2 separate regions of the Danio rerio genome follow, and region 2 is linked to region 1. A link is a contact called in public HiCAR-type data. All regions are on one chromosome and are shown on one strand. Each heading gives the region's core, a stretch centred on a gene start, on an enhancer-like site or on the middle of the called end of the contact. The rest is flanking DNA. Distances are from core to core; before and after follow the strand shown.

What was found. HiCAR-type assays count read pairs that join an accessible place to other places.
Region 2: a contact with region 1 is called in a HiCAR-type map of caudal fin, with 4 times the contacts expected there. The contact joins the promoter of il12ba here to the promoter of adrb2a in region 1. A contact is called at or near these places in 2 of 18 Hi-C or Micro-C datasets (caudal fin and embryo) and 1 of 4 datasets of contacts at active chromatin or transcription factors (caudal fin).

The regions. Positions count from the first base shown.
Region 1 is chr14:39,426,746-39,432,254 of GRCz12tu, reverse strand. adrb2a (adrenoceptor beta 2, surface a) reads left to right here and starts at 2,394. Exons shown (of 1, transcript NM_001102652.1): 1 at 2,394-3,611. The coding sequence starts at 2,394. The coding sequence ends at 3,611. It also overlaps a transcript of il12ba not described here.
Region 2 is chr14:39,548,326-39,553,834 of GRCz12tu, reverse strand. It overlaps il12ba (interleukin 12Ba), which reads right to left and starts at 2,435. Exons shown (of 8, transcript NM_001007108.1): 1 at 2,373-2,435; 2 at 659-755; 3 at 258-524. The coding sequence starts at 755.

The sequences.
Region 1 (5,509 bases), core at 1,145-3,644:
TATCTGTCCAGGCTGATACTGAAGAATTATGGTAGCACTTTAAAATGTTTTAAAATGTTTTCAACCTTTAAATGTTGAACAAGCGACAGGTTGAAATATCAGATTGCTAGATTTTTTTGCATTGAAAATGAAGAGTCTTTTTTTAGGAACCATAAATACCAAACACTGCAAAAACAGAAGTCTCAAACGACACACAAATATTCTCATTTTTTTCTCAACTAAAACAACCATAATAATAAAATATAAATGTTAAGTAACCAAATTTAAGTAAGTGAAAATTAGAAATGTTGCATTTATAACTACAATAACCACGACAAATACATTTAAGTTGTAAGGATTTCTAAAACTGAAATTAAAATACAAAATAAATCAATATAGAAAAGAAATTATTTAAAAACTGCTACTAAAATGAACTAAAAACATAACTTAATCGATTTGAGTTGAGACAACAAACTATTTATGTTTAACCCAGCATTTTTTAAAGTGTAGATGGATAGATGGATCGATAGATAGATAACTTAATCGAATTTATGTGAAACCCAATATTTTTTAGTGTAGATAGATAGATAGATAGATAGATAGATAGATAGATAGATAGATAGATAGATAGATAGATAGATAGATAGATAGATAGATAGATAGTGTACTGAAAATAACACCAATAAAACATGCAGATAATAAAAGGAATATTTCTGACTCAACAACAAATCATAAAGATTGCATAAATTCTTTTAACAACTGTACAAACAAGTACCACACCCATATTTCCTGGCAGCCTCTTCATTCAGTCTGAACCCACAGGTGGTAAAACCAATTAAATCTACAGTTCCCATGAAATCTCTAAACCAGAGGCGGCTAACCCTGCTCCTGGAGGGTCGTGCTATTTTCCAGTGATCCTAAAGACCTTTTTTAGCTGGTTCAGGTGTATTTAATAACAGCTAGAACTAAACTCTGCCTTCCAGGAGCAGGATTGGACACCGCTGTTAAAATCCCATTCTTTTGTCACATTCGCACTCCAGTGTCATGCCTCTCACGAGAAATAGTGTTGAAAAGGAGCCATCATACCCACTCCAAATCCTGTCATAGTTTCTTTCTCTAATATTCCAGCAGAAACAACAACAGCCACATCTTACCCAATCTCCAGCCCATATCCACATTAGAAACGGACGGACATCAGAGAGCAGAACAAAACCACACATAATGGAGACAATGGTGACGAAAACCACACATCACGACTCATTTCTCCAAGAGTATGTCCATCTGGTAGCTTTCATTCATTCAAAATGATCAAATCCTGCAGGAGAACTGACCTAGCAAACAATTTTGTGTTTCATAGATGTCTAATAGACATCTAAACATAGACAGCTTGGCTAAAACAAGGCTAAACTTGAGCTGTCAGTGACAATCTAATAGTCATCTAAAAATAGCTCAAAACTAGACTAATCGTGTGACTAGTGACAGATTTAACAGCTTTTTTGGGTAGTCATTTATTTCTGTTTATTTGATGACTAGTCTAGTTTTAGCCTATTATTAGACGTTAGATTTTCACTGACAGGCCAAATTTAGCCTTGTTTTATCCAAGGCATTTGTACCACATTTGATCAAACTATAGGCGCTAAAAAGAATTGCTTATGTCTCTCTATTGTCTTTTAGGATAAAAGTGTTAAATGTATAATGCAATGCAATGTAAATGTCAAAAAAAAGACTTAATTATCATATTGAAATATAAAATTGAAATTTGCATGTGCTGGTAGATTATACATTAATATTGAACTTTGTGTGCCTACTTTTAATCTCCAGTATATTTGTATTTTCTCATGTAAATGTCAAAGCTTTCATGAAACAGCTCCTTTACGATCATAAAACAATGTTAAGCCTGGTCTGCATGAACTGTTTGAAATAGTGCTCAAAGTGTCTCACTGTTGTTCCTTAATTCTCTATAGCAGCAGTGCAGCCTTCACCTCACTCTATGCTCATTGGCTGAAAGTCAGCTGTGATGTCATCACAGAATGCTATAAGGGCTTGACAAATAGCCTGAGAGCCACATTTAACGTAACACCGCTCAGCAGACTGGCTGCGTATGAGAGAGGTTGAGAAAAGAGAAAAGAGCTGTGAAGGAGGAAGAGAGAGAGCAAAAGTGAGTGAGAGAGAGAGAGAGAGAGAGAGAGAGTGCATGCTAGAAAAAGTCACCATGAAAAGAGGATATACTCATTCTTAACACACAAAGGAGTATTTTAACTTTGCATGGAAGGAGCAGCTGAGGTGGACGTCTTTTCTGGAGGTTTGTCTTTGCATGGATTTACACTGTTTTTACTACTTACTGTTTGCACAAACCTATGTTAACTGTGTTAACGTGTTTTCTTCTGCTTTTCTTTCTTGATCTCTGTCAGGTCATGGGAAACATAAGGTCCTCAATACCCGAAGATCTTATCTGTCCAAACAATACTAATGCCTCCACCAAAAGCGAACTACAGATGACAGTGCTGGGCACACTCATGTCCATTCTTGTCTTGATCATCGTCTTTGGCAATGTGATGGTGATTACAGCCATTAGCCGCTTCCAGCGTCTTCAGAACGTCACTAACTGCTTCATTACATCACTTGCGTGCGCTGATCTGGTCATGGGATTGGTAGTGATTCCCTTCGGTGCCCTTTACATCATCCTGAACACTTGGCACTTTGGCCACTTCTTGTGTGATTTTTGGACCGCCACTGATGTTCTGTGCGTCACGGCCAGTATCGAGACACTCTGTGTCATCGCTATGGATCGTTACATCGCCATCACATCCCCATTCCGCTACCAGTCCTTACTGACCAAGAACAGAGCTCGCTTCATTGTGCTGATGGTATGGGTCATCGCCGGGCTCGTTTCCTACCTACCTATCCATATGGAGTGGTGGATTTCCACTGATAACGAGACACTCTGTTGCTATAACAATACATACTGTTGTGAATTTGACATAACTTATTCCTATGCCATTGTGTCATCCATAATCTCCTTTTACATCCCCCTGGTCATCATGGTTTTTGTTTACAGCCGTGTGTTCCAGGAGGCAAGGAAGCAGCTGAAGAAGATCAACAAAACTGAAGGCCGGTTTCATGCTCAGAAATCCAACAGCAGAAATCAAGATGTGGCGAACAACCACAGCGAGATGAGGAGCACCAAGAAGGCCAAGTTTTACCTGAAGGAACATAAAGCTTTGAAGACTCTGGGCATCATCATGGGTGTATTCACACTGTGCTGGCTACCATTTTTTGTACTCAATGTTATTCCCAAGGGCTCGGTGGACATCTGGACTTTCAGAATCTTAAACTGGATAGGGTACGCAAACTCTGCCTTCAATCCACTGATCTACTGTAGGAGTCCAGATTTCAGGTACGCGTTCAAGGAGATCCTATGTCTCAACAGGTCACGCTATCCTAACGTCAGGCCAAACAATGGATATATATATAATGCACACAGCTGGCAGAGTGAAAACCGGGAGCAGAGCAAAGGCAGCTCGGGGGACAGTGACCATGCTGAGGGGAACTTGGCGAAAGAGGAATGCCTGTCAGCAGATAAAACAGACTCTAATGGGAACTGCAGCAAAGCCCAAATGAGAGTGTTGTAAATCACCTTGGTGAGTCCTGACTCGTTCCACTGGTCCTGATTTCTCAATGTGTCACTTAAGGACAGGTTACGCCTCATCTGGTAAGTGGCCAATAGTGGGTGTGTGATGGAAAAAGGGACATTTTTTAAACGTTTGTTTTACTCATCTACCTCATCGTTTTCTCTTCTAAAATCTCTTGCTTAGTTTATTTCTATATGAACGCGTTCAAAAAGGCTAGCACACTCAAGTAGTACATGAAAACAAAACTAAACCTTAAAAATGATTATCAATTCAGTTTTAAATGAGCAGAAATGTTCGTGGCAAGTGCACTTCTGTGATAAACACATTGAAGTGGTTGTTCACTAAAAGGACTTCCCTTCTGATTCTTGTTTTTGTCACCTTGAATAAATTGAGGAACAAAACTGAAGCTTTAAAGAATGATTAGCTTTCATTAGGTTATCAAATTACAGCAGATTTTGCATTTGCCAAAATGATTCATCTTAAAAATTGGGTAAAATTGCATTTTAAACTTTATCATTCAGGTCGCAGATGCACAAAACAGAAGCAACGCTTCACATCAGCATTATCAGGTTTCACTTCTGCAAAACAGGCCATTTTTACTTATTCAGGAAAAAATGAAACATTTTTATATTTTAACACCAGGCACGGCACTGCTTCAACTAGTCTAAAGTAAATCTAAAAATACCTAGGTTAAAAATTACCTAACTTATAACCCAGCACAGAAACAATACCTTACATAATAATTAAAAGTACAAAGAAGAAGCCTGGTCAAACCAGCTTGTTTAAGGAAACTGCTTAATAAAATATAGTAGTTCAGTCTTTTAGATGTGTGATTGAGTAACTTGAACATTCTTAGACAGTCGCCAAACAGCAACCGTTTAACTAATTCTCAATACCACATTTTTAAAGCATAAACTAAAATCTTCATCACTAGCTTAAAGCATCTGCTACCATGATAACAGAACTTCTCCGGTGGGCCATTTTCATCACAGTTATGTCATTTCAGCTCAGATTGCCGCCAAATCCTTACTCACCCTGATAACTTTTTCCAGTACAACTGAGCAAAGTCCAACAAGTTTCTGCATTAATCCCTGAAATTCACCGTTTATTAAAGACATAATGTGCCTCCCTATTAAAAATACCAATATCTAGAAAGATAAATAAATTAGGAGGCATCTAGCTTCCTGTCAGGCTCAGCTACTGCATGCTGTGCAAAGCGTACAATCATTTCTCTGTTCCTCACTCACTTGAGTTTCTAAGCTAGGCATTTAATGTAATGTTTCATGCATATCATACACCCCATAAGTGGTAAACAGTTTCAAAACTTGTCAGTGTTTGTGAGCTGTTCATTTAGGGCTAGTGTCCCTGTTACAGTGCAGCCTGCTTCTGCTGTCGAAAACTGTGAACTTTGCTCTTCGTATCAGTTGTGGCTTTTTTGTGGTCTTTAGGCAATTTTGTGAGCAAAGCAAAAGTGATTTGAAGATTTCAGACATTTCCACATGTTTACTTTAATAGATGAACAGTAGTGATAAAATATCTATATTTCCATAAGCATTACACCAGTGTAAGTGCAGATTGAAACTTCCTAAAAGGGTGCTTTGTAAATCTGTCCGAGATTTTACTTTGGAAACACAATTCAAACATCGCAAATGTATCTGTAAATATTTAAAGGAGCACGGAGATCTCAATCCAGCTGTTTCTCTGTAAACAGCGCTCCACCTGCAAAAGCATGCCGTGTCCTTTTTCAGGATGTGAAAGTGAATGTGACAGCTCGGACAGATATGTTAACAGTGCACCCTTCTGGGAAGGTTTTTCTCTGCATGTAGACCTGCCGTGTCAAACTCCGACCTGCAACATCATGTGCTAAATGAAATATTTGTGCAATCTTTGCTCTAACT
Region 2 (5,509 bases), core at 1,186-3,685, 120 kb before region 1:
GTTCAGTTGTTTTATGACAACTTAATTGTTTTCAGTTTAATCGCCTTAAATTTTAAGCTACATAATTCCTTCATGTTTTCCCAACATAAAAATATTTTAACAGTATATAAGCATATACAAAAAAAAAACAAAACAAACAGGACTATCCATAGCAATGACAAAAAAAAAAAAACTTATCAAGGCACTTATTATTTTAATCCCTGAAAACCCCTTTTCATCTCTGATCTTCAGATGTGTTACAAAAATGATGCTTTTACCTTTCTCAGGAGTGTTTCTGATGATCTTCCTAAAGCTCCACTGGGCCAGAACCAGTGTGTGGTTCAGGTAGGAGCCCTCATTGTCGAAACAGGAGTAATTGGCCCCTTTCCACCCCTCCACCGTCACCGTAATCCTGTTTCCCTGAGCCTCCAGATGTTTATCTTTGTTTTTGGTCCATGTGATATTATGCCCTTCATACGCTTCTCCACAGATCACTGGCACTTCTACCCTATTTACACCTTTTACATCAACATCCACCACAAGCACTGTCGACAGACGAACGAAAAACAAATGTGAAGTGAAAGAATGTTAAAGCAAGCCCAATGCAATTAAAAGTTATCTCAGCAGTTAACAAAACATAACATGGGGTATTTTTGTAAAAATTTGATGTGAGTTTTACCATTTGGTTTGAGTTTCCAGAAGCTCTCAGATGTTTGGATGGATCCTACAGCCAACGAATAAAGACAAAACAACGTTCTTAACCTAAGAAGAAACATCTGTTGGACAATAAAAGGAATTAAAAATGAGAAACAATTACAAGTAGCCAAATGGCCGAAAAAAAAAAAAAAAAAAACACAACATAACCACATAATTGGAGTGTAAAAAGAAAAGTTAACACTTTTTTAACTTGTGAAAATTAAATGTATTTAAATATTTAATTACTTACAAATAATCAACTTATTTGCTAATAATTTGTCTGTAATTCAGTAAAAAGCGATTACTTAAAAAATGAGTAAACCTATTGCCTTAAAAATGACAAGTTGGGTTTACTTAAAAAATGTAAGTATTCCTGTTGTAACTTAGAACTGTTAAGTTGACTTAACTTATCTAACTTCATTTTTTTAAGTACGCACATAGTTCCTTTACTTAGTAATTTGAAGGCCATAAGTGTACGCACTTTTTAGCAGCTTGCTTTTTACAGTGTATGGAAAAAGTAATAAACCACTTGAAAATTCTCATTTTCTCTGAATTTTAAGGATTCAGTTTCTATGAGTTTCAGTAAAAAAACAAAACAAAAAAAACTATGCTTTGCTTGCCTAGAAAATGCTTCTTGATTTAAGAAGTTTAGATATATGGACTAGAAACAAGACAAAAAAATCTAAGAAAGAAAAGCATTTTTTGCAGTGTTCAAACTACTTTTGAACATAAAATGAACATAAATGTTCACATTTTTTTGAGGGGGGGGGGCAACTTTATTCTTTATGTTCAATCCAAAAAATTGTAGATTTGTGTTTGGACAACCTAAATAAATTGTGTTGAACCCTGCATATGGTGATAGTTGTTTTGTTGTTAAAATAAAAAATGTTTTCATTTGTTGTAACTGAAAATGAGGGTTGTTTGAATGTTAAATAATATATATTTAAAAATGACATGTTTTACAGTTTAATAATCATACCTCGTATTGCTTCTTTGTGATTAATTGGAAAATCAGGGAAAGTGCTCAAAGTAAACCCATAATATATAAATAAATAAATATATTTGAAGTCAAAATTTTAATTTTGTTTTTTCTCTTTAAAACATTTCCCCAAATAATGTTTAACAGAGCAAGGAGATTTTCACACAATGTCTGATAATATTTTGTCTTCTGGAGAAAGTATTATTGGTTTTATTTCAGCTAGAATAAAAGCAGTTTTTAATTGTTTAAAACCCGTTTTGAGGTCAAAATTATTAGCCACTTTAAGCTATATATCTTTTCGACTGTCTTCAGAACAAACCATCGTTATACAATAATTTGCCTAATTACCCAAACCTGCCTAGTAAACCTAATTAACCCAGTTAAGCCCTCAAATGTCACTTTAAGCTGTATAGAAGTGTCTGGAAAATATCTTGTAAAATATTATCTACTGTCATCATGGCAAAGATAAAATAAATCAGTTATTAGAAATGAGTTATTAAAACTATTATGTTGTTATTAAATGTGTAAAAAAATTCTTCTCTCCACTAAATAGAAATTGGGGAAAAATAAACAGGAGGGCTAATAATTCTGACTTCAACTGTATCTATATTTCTCAAGGCATTCAACAATAATTGAACTAAATACTTTTATAAAATGCATAGTATTTACGACAAATGTTTTCGATAAACTTTTATTAATATTCGGAAATGAGACTTACCTTTGATCAAAAGTCAAAAACTATCCAGCAAGATGATCCTCCACAAGCAGACTGGTTTTGATTAGTTGTTGTGTTTAACATGCAAGCTTTTAAGCTAAGTGTCAGGACTGCAGAATTTCCCCAACCAGGAAAAGTCCAGCACAGGTTAGAGGAAGCAAACCCTGCATGAGCAACTGCAGGACCTGAGCTTTCCTTATTAATCAAGTTGCTTCTACTTCCACTGTGCCTTCCTTTACTATCTCTAATAATAGACTGATTATCTGTTAAACACCACAGCCCATTCAAAACAGTATTCCACATCTGTTTCAGCTTATATATAAAACACAAGACTCGGCTAATTGGTTTGCAGCAAGTAATGGAGATTTAAAGGTGTTAAGTCAATATTTTGGGGGGGGGGATTTTTGCTACAAGTTCTCATCTGAAAGCTGGATGATGATTTACCTGGTTGCGTTACCTGTTTGTTTGTCCCGGCTAAACCCTGCTGTCAGCTGGTTTTTCCAAAAATGAACAATTCCTCTTTTTACTCAGATAAAGTCATTAAGGGATTTGTAGATTAATGACACTGTCAGAACATTAAACATTACCATGAATCACACTATTCAAGATGAAACACAGAAAAAAGAAAAAGAAACATCTTTTACCTCACTGTTTGCTGAAAGTAAAGCATTTTTAATATTATTTATAGATATTTTTATTTATTTTTTTATTTTTTACGTTTATAAAAATGTTTTATTTTTCCTGTCTGGATATTCTTGTTAAATAAAACAACTTTAATGATAATAAGTGCTTTTTAAAATTGGCATTTCCCATTTAACATATAACATGAGGATAAAATCTGCAATATTTTGATGTAATTTTTATGAATCTGTAATAAGTAGACATAATTGCTATGGTGGAATTTCAATGTTTGAACGCTTCTCTTTTCCCTTTTCTCCGACATTGAGTCGTGCAGTTTTGAAATGCAATCAAGCATGTGACAGCAGTGGGGAAGGAACATTTAACAACAAAATTGGGCATACCATTGGCATGGTGGTATTGATTTTTGAGAAGTTTTATCTGATGGTCTGCGCTCTGCTTAGTAGTGAATGAAGTCATTCTCTTACAAAACATGAGCACATCAAAAACAGTCCCTAAAACAGCCACTTACCACGACCATGGTCACCAACAATATTAGAGCCAAAATGAAAACACTTCCCCTGTTTGATGCTGCAGGGAAAAACCCCTATTTACTGTCAAATTTCCTTTGTCTTTATAGCCTTTATTGATTTGTACAGATATATTAAATGAAAAAAATTAGGAGAACGATTGAAAAAATAAAAATAGGATCTGTGCTTTTGAGTTACATTTTTTTCCCTTCTGTATTCTTTAAGGCAGGGGTGTCCAAACTTTTTGGGCCGAGGGCCAGATGCAAAAAAACAAACGTTGTCGCGGGCCAAATTTTACATACATCACACAGACACGCATGCATGCATATATATATATATATATATATATATATATATATATATATATATATATATATATATATATATATATATACATATATATATATATATAAATACAGTTGAAGTCAGAATTGTTAGCCCCCCTAAAATTATTAGCCCCCGTTTATTTTTTCCCCAATTTCTGTTTAACGGAGAGAAGATTTTTTTCCACACATGTCTAAACATATTAGTTTTAGTAACTCATTTCTAATAACTGATTTATTTTATCTTTGCCATGATGACAGTAAATAATATTTGACTAGATATTTTTAAGACACTTCTATACAGCTTAAAGTGACATTTAAAGGCTTAACTAGGTTAATCAAGTTAACTAGTCAAGTTAAGGTAATTAGGCAAGTTATTTTATAACAATGGTTTGTTCTGAAGACTTAAGGGGCTAATAATTTTGACCTTAAAATGGTTCATAAAAAAATTGAAACCGCTTTTTATTCATGCCGAATAAAAACAAAAGTCTTTCTCCAAAAGAAAAAATATTATCAGACATACTGTAAAAATGCCCTTGCTCTGTTAAACATCATTTGGGAAATATTTTAAAAAGAAGAAATAAATCAAAGAGGGGCTAATAATTCAGACTTCAACTGTGTGTAGATAGATAGATAGATAGATTGATAGATAGATAGATAGATAGATAGACAGACAGACAGACAGACAGACAGACAGACAAACAGACAGACAGACAGACAGACAGACAGACAGACAGACAGATAGATCATAACAAGAACTGCTGCTTAATTGAATGCATGTAATAGCGACACCCGGTGGTTATTTATTGAATTACGTTCATTTTTGTATAGCGGGCCAGATTCTATTGATATTTATAAAAAGCCTCGCGGGCCGCCACAAAACTGATTGCGGGCCGCAGATGGCCCGCGGGCCGTAGTTTGGACACGCCTGCTTTAAGGTATGAATGAGATTTAAATATTTAAAAAAAAATTTTAACACAATACATTGCCAATGATGTCATTTCAGACATCTTGAGAAACTAAAATTTGGTGGAAAGATTAATCCAGACTGTCAATCTCAACAAATTAAAACATTATTTTAACCGGTTGTCATTTTTGCAAATAAATAAATAAATGAAAATGAAACAATTTACAATTTAAACCCCAATCTTATCAGACCTTTATAGAACAAAACAAATATTTACATTTTTACATTTTAAGTTCTAAAATTTTAAACATCCAGAGAAACAGTATTTTCAAATGGCCTTTTAATTATTCATTCATTCATTAATTCATTCATTTTCTTGACGGCTTAGTCCCTTTTATTGATCTGAGGTTACCACAGCAGAATGAACCGCCAACTTATCCAACACGTTTTTACGCAGCGGATGCCCTTCCAGCCGCAACCCATCTCTGAGAAACATCCACACACACCCATTCACACACACACTCATACACTATGGACAATTTAGCCTACAGAATTCACCTGTACCACATGTCTTTGGACAGTGGAGGAAACCGGAGCACCCGGAGGAAACCCATGCGGTCGCAGGGAGAACATGCAAACTCCACACAGAAACGGCAACTGAGCCGAGGCTCGAACCAGTGACCCAGGGACTTTCTTGCTGTGAGGCGACAGCTCTACCTACTGCGCCACTGCGTTGCCACCTTTTAATTATTTTATTCTATA